Regions from separate parts of the Mus musculus genome. Here region 2 is linked to region 1. The links are chromatin contacts, called in public targeted proximity ligation maps. All regions are on one chromosome and are shown on one strand. The core of a region is the stretch at or near the end of the contact, and the rest is flanking DNA. Distances in the headings are between cores, read along the strand shown. Region 1 holds the start of Pip5k1b (phosphatidylinositol-4-phosphate 5-kinase, type 1 beta). Region 2 holds the start of Tmem252 (transmembrane protein 252).

Region 1 (5,530 bases), core at 1,400-3,899:
AGTGGGCTCCAGTCCCCGCACTTCAGAAGGCGCAACTCACCTCTCACAGGGAAATCATCCCTGTGCTGGGAACTTACATGCAAGGTGCTGTGTCTTTTATAATAGCAGGCTGTCCTTATGAATGAGTCCATTCACCCCCATTAACTTAACAGCCACGAGGACAGGCTTATTTACTATATGCAAACACAAAGCTTCAAAAAAAAAGTGCATATGCAATACCAATTCATACCTGAGAGAACTTTAACCTGAATACTTCAAAGTCAAATAGAAGCACTAAGCAGCATAGGTGCTCGAAGCTGCTCAAGCACACTTGCAGTTTTCTTTCCCTCCGTCAAGTGGTACGATGTGAAACTGCCCAAGTCAGAAAAAACAAACTGAAGCTGGAATCAATGATTAGCTAGCTCCCTTGGCTGATACAGGGAAACTGGGTTTCTCCTACAGGAAATAATACCACATTATTAGACCCCGAAGGATGCTAAAGCTGGCCAAAAGAGACATAATTTCGTAGGCACTTTTTTGTTTCCCATGAGAAATGCTTAAGGCTCAGCGTATGGTCTGGCACAAAGGCTGTGTCAGAGCTACAGCCCAGTTCACCAACCAGCTCACTGAACAGAGTGACCTCATCTAATCAGAAGTGGGACAATGACAGAAAACACAAAGCAACAAACTGTCAGGCGATTAGATGAACTCTCCCTCTTGGACCATCCACTCAGGGTTCGAGAAGTGATGTAAAACTCTCATGATGGCCTGACCCCCGAGTTTCCCCACATCTGCAAAATGTGAGCATCAAATCACAAGGAGGTCGAACTGACCACTGTGAGGAGACGACAAATCTAGCCATTAAAGAAAAGAAGACTTCACTAGTACAGGGCTGGCTCTGAATGAGGGACAGCAAGGCTGGCTTTAACTGGAAGGACCGATTGTCACTGTGATAAACCCCAGAATCCGAGTCCCCCATGCCTCCTCTAAACCTATGATAAGCATCTTCACCACACCTCCCTCAGAAGTGGTTGAAATAAGATGAGCATACTGAAAAGCAATTAAAAATTGCAAGACACTGATGCAAATATTAGGTGGGTTTTTTTTCCCCCCCAGTCCCTCCAGTTTTCTTAGTTTGGATAAAAATGTAATATGGCTTTATCTGTAAGCACTGTTCAACTTTCCTGCCCAAGGATGGCTGCACTTCCCATGCATCCTGGGGGGGGGGGGTCCTCCACCTTTGTACACAGAACCCAGCATTTTCTTCAGCTTAGAGATCGCACAGGACACTTAAGGCTCAACCTTGAACTTGGTTGGGTAAGTTTTTGTTTTTGTTTTTCTGTTTTGCCTTTCAGTGGGCAGCCCTCTGACAGAAGCTTCCATGAACCCCCATCACACTGGAGTCTAAGGAAAACCAATCCTTGGACTTTGATCTACTCCAACGACTGCAAAAACACTACAGCCTCTACACAGAACAAGAGGGAAGTCTCCCGGAAGAGAGGTGAAAGGGGCCCTTTACAGCTAAGTTCAAGAGAACAGCCTCGGACTACTTCTTAGATCAGATTAATCAGGTCTCAGTCCTTATGGACCATTCATTTTACAGGGGGACCTCTACCAGGCTGAGAATGCCATCAAGGGGCAGAGCCAGGGCAGAGGCGGGGGTGGGGGGGGTGGGGGGGATGGCTACTTGAGAGTCAGCATGCGCTTCCTTTACATAGCATCATAGTAAATAGCAGATCCTGTTCAAAGTCCTGACTTCAGTAGACATGAAGAACAAATTCACTGACTACCCAAACAACTTCTCTGGAACAGGTTTCTACCCAAGCGTGCTGTGCACAGCAGACAGCCGGCTTGAGAGGGTGGGGGTAAGAAATGAGAACATGCTCATCTGCATAGATGAGAGATAAGCAGACGTTTGTTGTCTTCGGTTCTGACGACTCCTGGCACCAGAGTGGCAAGTCCAACTCCAGCGCTCTCCCCATCCCCCCCGCCACCCCCCACCCCCGCCCCAGATGTTGAATCGTCACATTGACAGGGCCATTGAAGACAGGGGACTGTAAAAGTCGGCGGCTGTTTTCAGGCTGGAACTGTAGTTCACCTGTTCCACCCGGCGCCAGAGCCAGAAATCAAGCAGAACGCCACTCGTGGAAGCCCCTCTGTACATCCCGGGGGGCGCCTAACAAGTTCGCTGCTGTTTAGAAGCAGGGGAGAATGACGGAGACACCTCTCCTGCTGCAACAAAACTCAGCAGGTTCCCCAGAAACGAGGGAGGGGTCTCTGACTTAAGTGAGCCCGAGGGATCACTGGGTGTCACTGCGGCCCTAGGGATCAGGGTAGCGAGGCGGTCGGTGCCCACGGGGACTGCGCAGCTGTGGCCCCCGAGGAGCGAAGGTCCTGGTTTGACGACCACGGGCGCCCCCTCCATGTCACCCCCAGCACAACTTGGACAGGCAAAGTGGAAAGGTGGAGAGCAGGTCAGGTCCCAGCAGAGACACACAGAGCCTCAGGCGCGGCGGCAAGGGAGGGTGTAGGCAGGGTTGCCGGGGACGCGCAGGAAACTTACCTCCTTCGGCCGGCGTGCTGGAGCCTTGGCGGCCGAGACCAGTTGCGCCACCGCGGGCAAGTTGTCGGGATGTCGTGGGTTCTCCGGTGGCTGCAGCGGGCGGCGGGCGGCGGGCGGGGCGGAGCCGGAGCAGCGCCGGGGGGTGGGGTGGGGGGGCGGGCAGGTGCCGGGCCCTGCCGCGGGGCCACACTGGGCTCGGACGCGCGGCGACGGGGACGCGCGGCTGCGAGTGTGCAATGCGCGCGCGCCGCGGCCGGTGTGCGTGTCCCCGCGTTCCCCTTCCTTCCCGCCGCTCCTCTGGTCGGCAGAACGGCAAGCGGACCACTAGGACCAGACAGCGCCGGGTGGCGCGGCGAGGCGAGATCGGGGGATGGAGGCCGAGGAGTGGCGGTGCCCCGCAGCCACGGGCCCCCGCACGGCGCGCCGGAGTCCGAGCGGGGCGGGCAGCGAGCAGGCTGCACGGCGGCCGCGACTCCGGGAGGCTGCAGGCCCCGCCCGCCGGCCGCCCAGGCTCTTCCCCTTTTCTCTCCACCCTCTGCTCTGTCCCGCACGCCCTGCAAGGAAGCCAGACCGGTTTGCAGCAGCAGAGCAGCCCGCAGTCGGACCTAACGCTCTAGTCGGTGCGTGGGAGATTGTGCGCCCGGGCCACTGTGCAGCCAGGACTCAGAGCAGGGGTGAAGCGGCTCCCTGAGATTAGCGGGATCCTCCAAAGCTCCAGAGCTTCTGGGAGCTTCTCAGAGTCTCGAAGCCTCACTGCTGTGGACTGTGTTGGGGTAGGGCGTGCCGCTGCCAGTGTCCCTGGCCACCAGTCGGGCAATGCCAGACTTGACTCCTCTTCCTTGAGGAGCCAGCACTTAAGCAAGCAGAGCCCTCCCCTATACCCCCTTTATCAGGAAGGGACGCGCAAAGGTTCTGAGACCACACTTGTCTCCCTTCTAAGGATAGCAGGTGCTCTCAAGAAGGACGATCTATCCAACAGGTTAGGGATGGGCTAGTGAGGGGTCCCGCGCCATTGAGCTACAATGGGGGCGCGCCTGCTGGAGCCACTTGGAATCTCACTAGGTTAGTTTAGCTTCGAAGAGGGTAGGGGCTAGATCTAAGGATCCGTTTGGAGTTGTGCTGTTCTGAACGCTAAAATTAAATTTATCTAACAGGCACAGGAAGAGAGCGACTCCCTCCCAGTTGGGTCGAAGCAAGTGGTACAGTTCAGCTTTATCACTTCCTTCCACTTTCCCCTCCTCAGACAAAACAAAACACTTGTGGGAAAGAAAACTTGCGTTCTGTCAGAGGAAGACCAGCATTTGATGACCCTTGCTTGAGGACACTCCCTTGAGGCTCTACAAAGAGCACCTGCAGGCAGTTTTGAAATCTTTTAACAACCCCACCCCCAACCCCAACTCGAGTGAATTTGTGGTGGTTTAGTATCACCCTGGAATGAAGCATAAAAATTCCTTTATAACAAAAAATGCATTGTTCTTAAAGTTTTATTCACGTAAAGCTGACAAATCAAATAGATGTGTATTGTTAGGGACGGTATCTCCAGTGTTCTTCCAGGTGTGTGTGGCCGCTACTAGCGATTTAAGGCATCACTAACTTAGGACTTGGGTCCAAGCATTCTGGACTTATTAAAGCACAGAGTAAGAACATGTGTGTGGTCCAGCTTGCACGCTTTTCAGATGAGAAAACCGTAGCCCTAAGACATCCAGTAACTCACAGGCGAGGACACAGTTTTCCTTACTCTTAGTCCTTGAACAAAAAGTAACAGCAATACTGACTTAACAGAGTTCAAGATGGGGCCAGTGGAGGGGGCAGCAGAGAAAGAGCAGCGGATCAAAGATCAAAGAACCTTGCAACCAACTGCTGTGAATCACTGTATAGGGGGCAGCATCTCACCGCTCTGAGTCGCGGGCTGGCTGGAATCTGGGGCTGGGGAAATCAGTCTCCCTGTCGCGTGCCTCAGACTTCCACTCTGAACTTCAAGGAGTGGGAAGTGGATTTGCTTCCCAGAGAGGCGATGCCATAGGGGATATGAAAACAGGCGAAGCCAAATCTGAATGACCTCTCAGTGGATCAAAAGCGCTCAGAGGCGTTAGACTCCCACACCCCAATCCTGCACAGCTGCTTTCTCCATTAGAACCTAATCTCCCAGGCAAACAACCTTGGGCTTCTGGTAGAGAAGTCCCAAAGCCAACTGCTTACAGGACATTTGTAGAGATAACACGGTGAAACTGGACTCTAAGAATTTCCCCACGAGCCTTATACCCCATTGTTAGTTCCATGTATGAAAGACAAAACAAAACAAAACAATCCTTCCTGATCTACTTATATCGGTGGGATTTCAGGAAAGCCATCCTCTATTGGAAATGAAAGATCATCAATGTCACTAGCAATAGTGACTTGGCCAGAAAAATCGTGAAACCTATTTAAAAACTAGAAAATAATCATTTAAACAAAGTCTTAAAATTATTATTTATTTCCATACAGAGGAGACATGTATGTTTCTTATAGCAGATATAACAACAACAACAACAACAACAAAACAAAAACAATAATGGCTCCCAAGTAATAGCTTCCCTCTATCCAAGGCTTTTCCTCCTGGAATCTACCACATGATCTACTTTGGCCAATGGAGTAAGTACACTCATGATATAATGGTAGTCTTCAAAACTGTGCATTTCTGTATCAGCTCTTGGAATTCTGCCATTCCCAGGAGAACAAGACCTACCTCTAGACAAAGACCATTGCTGGAGGAAGTACATCACTGGGGGTGGGCTTTGAGGGTTTATAGCCTCACCTTACTTCTCTCTCTCTCTCTCTCTCTCTCTCTCTCTCTCTCTCTCTCTCTCTCTCTGGTTTTTTGAGACAGGGTTTCTATGTGTAGCAAGAGCTGAGTCACCAGCGGGGGTCACCTTGGCTAGCCAGCCCTCCTTTGTTTTCAGAGGAACAAGCAAGTCCCAGTGAGCTTAGTCAGGCTTGGTCCAGATCAAC
Region 2 (5,530 bases), core at 2,040-4,539, 120 kb after region 1:
TCTAGAGCCATGCGTCCCACCATGTGTTTTCTTTGGTTGGTGGTTTAGTCTCTGGGAGCTCTGGGGGTACTGGTTAGTTTGTATTGATGTTCCTCCTATGGGGCTGCAAACCCCTTCAGCTCCTTGTGTCCTTTCTCTAGCTCCTTCATTGGGGGCCCTGTGCTCTGTCCAGTGGATAGCTGTGAGCATCCACTTCTGCGTTTTTTAGGCACTGGCAGAGCCTCTCAGGAGATAGCTATATCAGGCTGCTGTCAGCAAGCACTTGTTGGCATCCACAATAGTGTCTGGATTATAAATTTTATAATATCATAGAAGGACATGAAAATTTTTGCTTAAGTCATTCAAAAAGAGAAAATGTGAATGAAGCAAATAAGAGATAGGAGGAGGGGAAATAACAGCTCACTATTAAGGGAGGTTTCATGAAATGGGACATGAAATGAGAGTCCTGTCTTGTCCTGCAGCAGCTATGGAGGAAGGACTCTTCAGTTTTCTAGAGATCAGAAGAAATCAAATCTGTTCTGACTTATGTAGATTATGTTGGAAGCTAAGCTCTTTCTGTAACAAACTTTTCTTCTTGTTTGGACCACAGATGCGACAAGATCCAAACATGACCAGACTTGACAGAATCAGGAACAGGAATGTCCACTAGACTTTTCAAACATTGATTGAAAATAGAATTATACTGATTACCAGGGGGTTTGGCCTAGAACCCCACAAACAGAGGGACCCCATCCAGTTCTGGACCTGCTCAGAGTCTCTGTCTGGGTGACCTGCTGGCTCACAGTGAGCGACTCAGTGGCCACCTCCTTCCCATGCTAGGAATTTCCTGGCTTGCTGTTTGTCCTTTGCCAACCTCAAGAACTCCCTTGGTTTCAGTCTTCTCCTGAGTGAGAGAGGGGGAGGGGAAGGCAGAGGAAAAGGTTTAAAAGCAAAGAAAACAAGAGGGAGGAAGTGACTGGCGCTCAGTGAACCCTCAAGTGTGAAAGGCTAATCCAGAAACCACTTAGTAATCAGCACCATGAGGTCAGACCTTGGTGGCATCTCCTGTTACGCACATGGTGCCTCCTCCTCTTCCACCTCCTGCAGAGCCTCGCTTCCTGAACCCTGGTGACCTTCTGAAGCCTCACCTTGGCTTCACCTGTGCTTGGTTAGAGCAGGCCCTTCCTGTGCCACAGCCCCCACAGGCCACCAGCTGCTTCTGAGTTACCACAGACCTGTTTCCAAGACACTGGCCTGTGAATCCTGGAAACAGAACCCTGGGTGTAGAGGTCTGGGCCACGTCCTAAGGCCCTGACTGTGCTACAGAGTATGAAAGAAAAAGTAGATTTCCAGGGTGTTCTAACATGAACCCGGAGGCAGGATAGTGCCTGGAACTCAGGCTGCACATAATGTTCAAAACAGTGCTCATGGGTCGGCCAAGCTCAAGGGGACAGCGTTGACAGTCGTTTTGCTGAAATTTTCAGCAAGGGACGACCATTACTTCCACTATCACCAACGCAACCAGACACTGCTCTGGACTGACAGGAGCCACCTCCGGGATGCTGGAGAGGAAGACACTTGACTGGAAAACCGTGACTTTTGTTGGTGCTGAAGGAGGAGAAGGAGGGAGATGCCATACATTACTGTCTAGAGTCATATCACTAGGTACAGCTCACCCCCACATGGAGGGGATTATTACATAGGAGATGGGAATCATCAGAGGCGATCCCAGGAACGGGAAAACTGAGGGAGCAAAAGGCTGGACCACAAAAATAATACCGAGCCTAGAAGATGGCAGTGGTTCAAGGTTGGAATTGAAGCTAATACGTGTAGGGGTCAGTAGGCAGAATGGGGGGGGGTGCCTGCAGTTGTTTTTTGAACTGCAGTGTCTTCCTGTCTCTCCTAGCCCTAACTCAGAGGTGGAGCTAAGGAAACGTCGGGAACAAGGCTAAAGAATATAAGTATAAATACTGTGACTCTGCACAAATAAACATTTTCCTGTTGGAAAAGCAAACGACCAGGGATGACAATGGAGGAATGTGGGAAGCCTCTAGGAAGTGACTCAGGAGCCCCAGTGGGGAGAGAAGTCTCTTGGTGTGGTGTGGACGTGCCAAGGCACCAAATAAAAGAAAGGTAGGAAGTACAGCCTGAGGCAGGTCTGCAGTGAGGAGTTTATAACCACAGACTGAGTGCAGAAGGTAGCTCCTAGACCGTTCCTAGGGCAATGTGACACAGAGCAGAGACGCAGGGAAAGAGGGCAAGGGACATGGTTTGGCAGCATCTGCTAAGATACATTTTACCTAAGACATATTTTAGGGGGAAGGTTTCAGATTTTCTTACAGCCTTTCATCTGTCACTGTGCCCTGTGAGACCGTGTGGGGGCCAAAGAGTAGGGTGTAATAGGAGAAATTTATGATGTGTACTCTCTTGGTATACATGATAGCTATATCATGCTAGAGCGTTATGAGGACAATGCCCTTAGGTCAAATGCCTATGGATTTTTTTTTTTTTTTTTTTTTTTTTTGAGAGCAGGGAGAGACTTGGGTGAAACATATATAATGAACCAGGAATGGTAGCCTGCACTAAAGTCACACAGAATAAATACTTAACTAGCACCCGTCAGTCAGAGGGGACGATGGGTTGCAATATCTGCACCCCAACAACGGGAAAATTTGGCAGCAGAATTCAAACAGCAGTTATTACACCAGGTGCCACCACCCCCGGCCCCGGTCCTTCTCCAGTGTGCTCCCTCTCCTTCTGGAATTCTCTTCTATCAACAGAAAGATCACTTCCTGGCCTGCTCCCATGGAATTTTCCCAGAATCAGAGTATTGGGACAATGAAGGGTAGAGTCACTGACGTAGGCAAAGACAGAGCGCTAAGAGCCTTGGCGAAATGTACTTTTAGTACGGAAAGAGAAAATGAAATCAGGAAAGGAGTCTTTGCCAAACAATGAAGGCAAGAGTTTGTAGACAGATGCTAACGTCTTTAACTTTCAGTACAGAGTTCCCTACAGCGAGGGCTGAGAGACCAGTGCCTTCATACTCAAAAAGATTCCGACCTCTCTTCCAATACCTGGGAGCAGCTGAGGTCCCACCCACCAACCAGGAACATACTGGCTACCCACAACCTCCCCTTCCCCCCCCCCCCCCCCCCCCCCGAGGACACAATGTTATGTTTCTAGGTTCCCCCTGGAGGATGTTACAGTAACTTCCAGTGGTTAATGAATAGCTTCCCGGTGCCTGCTTCATTTAATTGTTCAAAGGCCATTTGTTCCTGTATATAAGGCTGTGACCTGGCTAGTGAGTGCTCTTCCCCCAGCAGGCCTGGAAGCAGAGGAGTGGCAGGATCAGAGGGGCTCCAAGAAGAAGGATGCAGAACAGGACTGGGCTGATCCTGTGCGCCCTCTCCCTCCTCACCGGCTTCCTGATGATTTGCCTGGGTGGCTTTTTCATCTCCAACTCCATCTTCCACTCCCAGAGGAATCTGGTTGTGGCCTACGTGCTTCTGCCCATGGGGTTTGTGATCCTTCTGAGTGGAATTTTCTGGGGCACCTACCGCCAAGCAAATGAAAACAAAGAGATGTTCAACCACGTGCTCAGACAGCACCTCGCTTTCCAGGACCTGCCCCTGGCCACTGTAGACAGGTACGTGCTGAGCTGAGCGCCAGAGGGCATGAGAAGGGTTGAGAGGAGTCATGGTGTGGGAAGGGGAGTGAAGCACAGGCCCATAGTGGATCCACTTACAGGAGGCTATGAAGCTAGGCTCAAAATTCCACCATTGGGCAATTTGCTCTGGGGCTGTTGTGCGTGGTGGGGAGCGGGGCTGCCTTTGGGGAAAACAACGACGTAAGAGGAAATTGTCTTAGGGTAAGATCCTCATGCCCACAGTAAAAAGTCACATAAACAAATTAAGGGGCACAATCCCTAGATTCTTCCTATGTTTGGGGGTGGGGGTGGTAATTTTAGTTAAAGGCAGGTGATGATTAGATGGTCCTGATAGCCTGGTTACTGGGTTATAAAGAAAGTCCCAGACCAAGTTCTACCCACAATACATGAGCAAGCAGACCAGACGTCAAGTCAGTCCAGCAACTTCTGTGACTAAGGGACGTTCTAGATGACTGACCTTTTAAGTGTTCTGATCTCACCTCTTATGAAGGACATATTCAAGGCAAGATGATAACATGCCCATCGATGATACAAAACCAAACGGCAGCACGGATACACACAGACGGCATTATTACTTGGCCTTAAGACAGACCACATTAATTGATATGTGCCGTAGATATTTAGACACTGAAAACATTATGGCAAGTGACACCTGCCAGACAGAAAGGACGGCCACTGTACTATTTCTGCTTACACCATGAGCTACCAGAGCCACTTACACCACAGCCATTTATACCAATCCTTAGCAGCTATCACAGCTGCTTACACTAAGTAGCTACTGCAGACAGGAAGCAAAACAGTAGTCCCAGGCCTGGGGGTTGTGTGTGGTGGGGGGGGGGGGCGGGGAGAAATGAAGAATTATTATTTAATGATTATAGGGCTGTAGTTTGGGATACAAACTACAATCTAGGGATTGTAGGGATAGTTTTGCAGCAATATAAGACCACTAATACCACTAATGCCCTCACAAGTAATACATGTTATTTATATTTTAACCAAAAGGGCAGGGGGGGCGGGAAAGATTCAGGTAACCTTGTGGTTGGTTAACTTAGCATGGAACTTCTAATTCTTGTCCAAACACAAGAACATTGTTCTAAAGGTATAGGGTGTCTTAAGGCCTAGGATGTAAGCATCTGTAAATCCTGTGAGCTCTTCATGCAAGAGTAAGAAGATCATAAAAGGTTTTGATTATCCCGTGTACTTTGAATAAGAGTCCTCTCGCCAGTGACAGTGCATTGTTGGCATTCATCACACCAGAGACAACAATCAGAAACCATTTCCAAGGTCAGTTAGCTTAACTAGGGATTGTTTGGGTTTCATCTTAAAATAAGATAACAGAGTAAGCCAGGCAGTGGTGGCGCATGCCTGGAATCCCAGCACTCGGGAGGCAGAGGCAGGTGGATTTCTGAGTTCAAGGCCAGCCTGGTCTACAAAGTGAGTTCCAGGACAGCCAGGGCTATACAGAGAAACCCTGTCTCGAAAAGCCAAATATATATATATATATATACATATACATACATACATACATACATACACATATATACATATACATATATATACATATACATATATATACATATATATATATATGTATATATATAAAACAAGTGATTCAGAAGATGTGTCTAGAGTGATTGTGTGTGTACAGTGTTTTTGTGTGTGCAGGTATTTGTGTGTATTCATGCATGTGTGTGCATGCATATATGTTTGTATGTGTGTTTGTATGTGCATATTTGTATATGTCCTTATGTGTTTGTACATGTATATGTTTGTGCATGTGTTTGTGTGTTTGGTTGTGTGTGTGTGTATGTATGTGTGTGTGTACTTGTGTGTATGTTTGTTCATGTGTTTATGAGTATGTGTATATATGTGTACATCTACCTT

The links.
Region 2: a contact with region 1 is called in a targeted proximity ligation map of intestinal crypt epithelium, with 5 read pairs. A contact is called at or near these places in 4 of 130 datasets of targeted methods (embryonic stem cells, intestinal crypt epithelium, intestinal villus epithelium and 1 more) and 1 of 9 other capture datasets (embryonic stem cells).

What each region holds. Positions count from the first base shown.
Region 1 is chr19:24,553,223-24,558,752 of GRCm38.p6, forward strand. Pip5k1b (phosphatidylinositol-4-phosphate 5-kinase, type 1 beta) reads right to left here and starts at 2,650. Exons shown (of 15, transcript NM_008846.3): 1 at 2,543-2,650. It overlaps Gm50341 (predicted gene, 50341), which reads left to right and starts at 3,110. Exons shown (of 2, transcript NR_169181.1): 1 at 3,110-3,162; 2 at 3,786-4,188.
Region 2 is chr19:24,670,719-24,676,248 of GRCm38.p6, forward strand. Tmem252 (transmembrane protein 252) reads left to right here and starts at 3,290. Exons shown (of 2, transcript NM_183160.3): 1 at 3,290-3,625. The coding sequence starts at 3,351.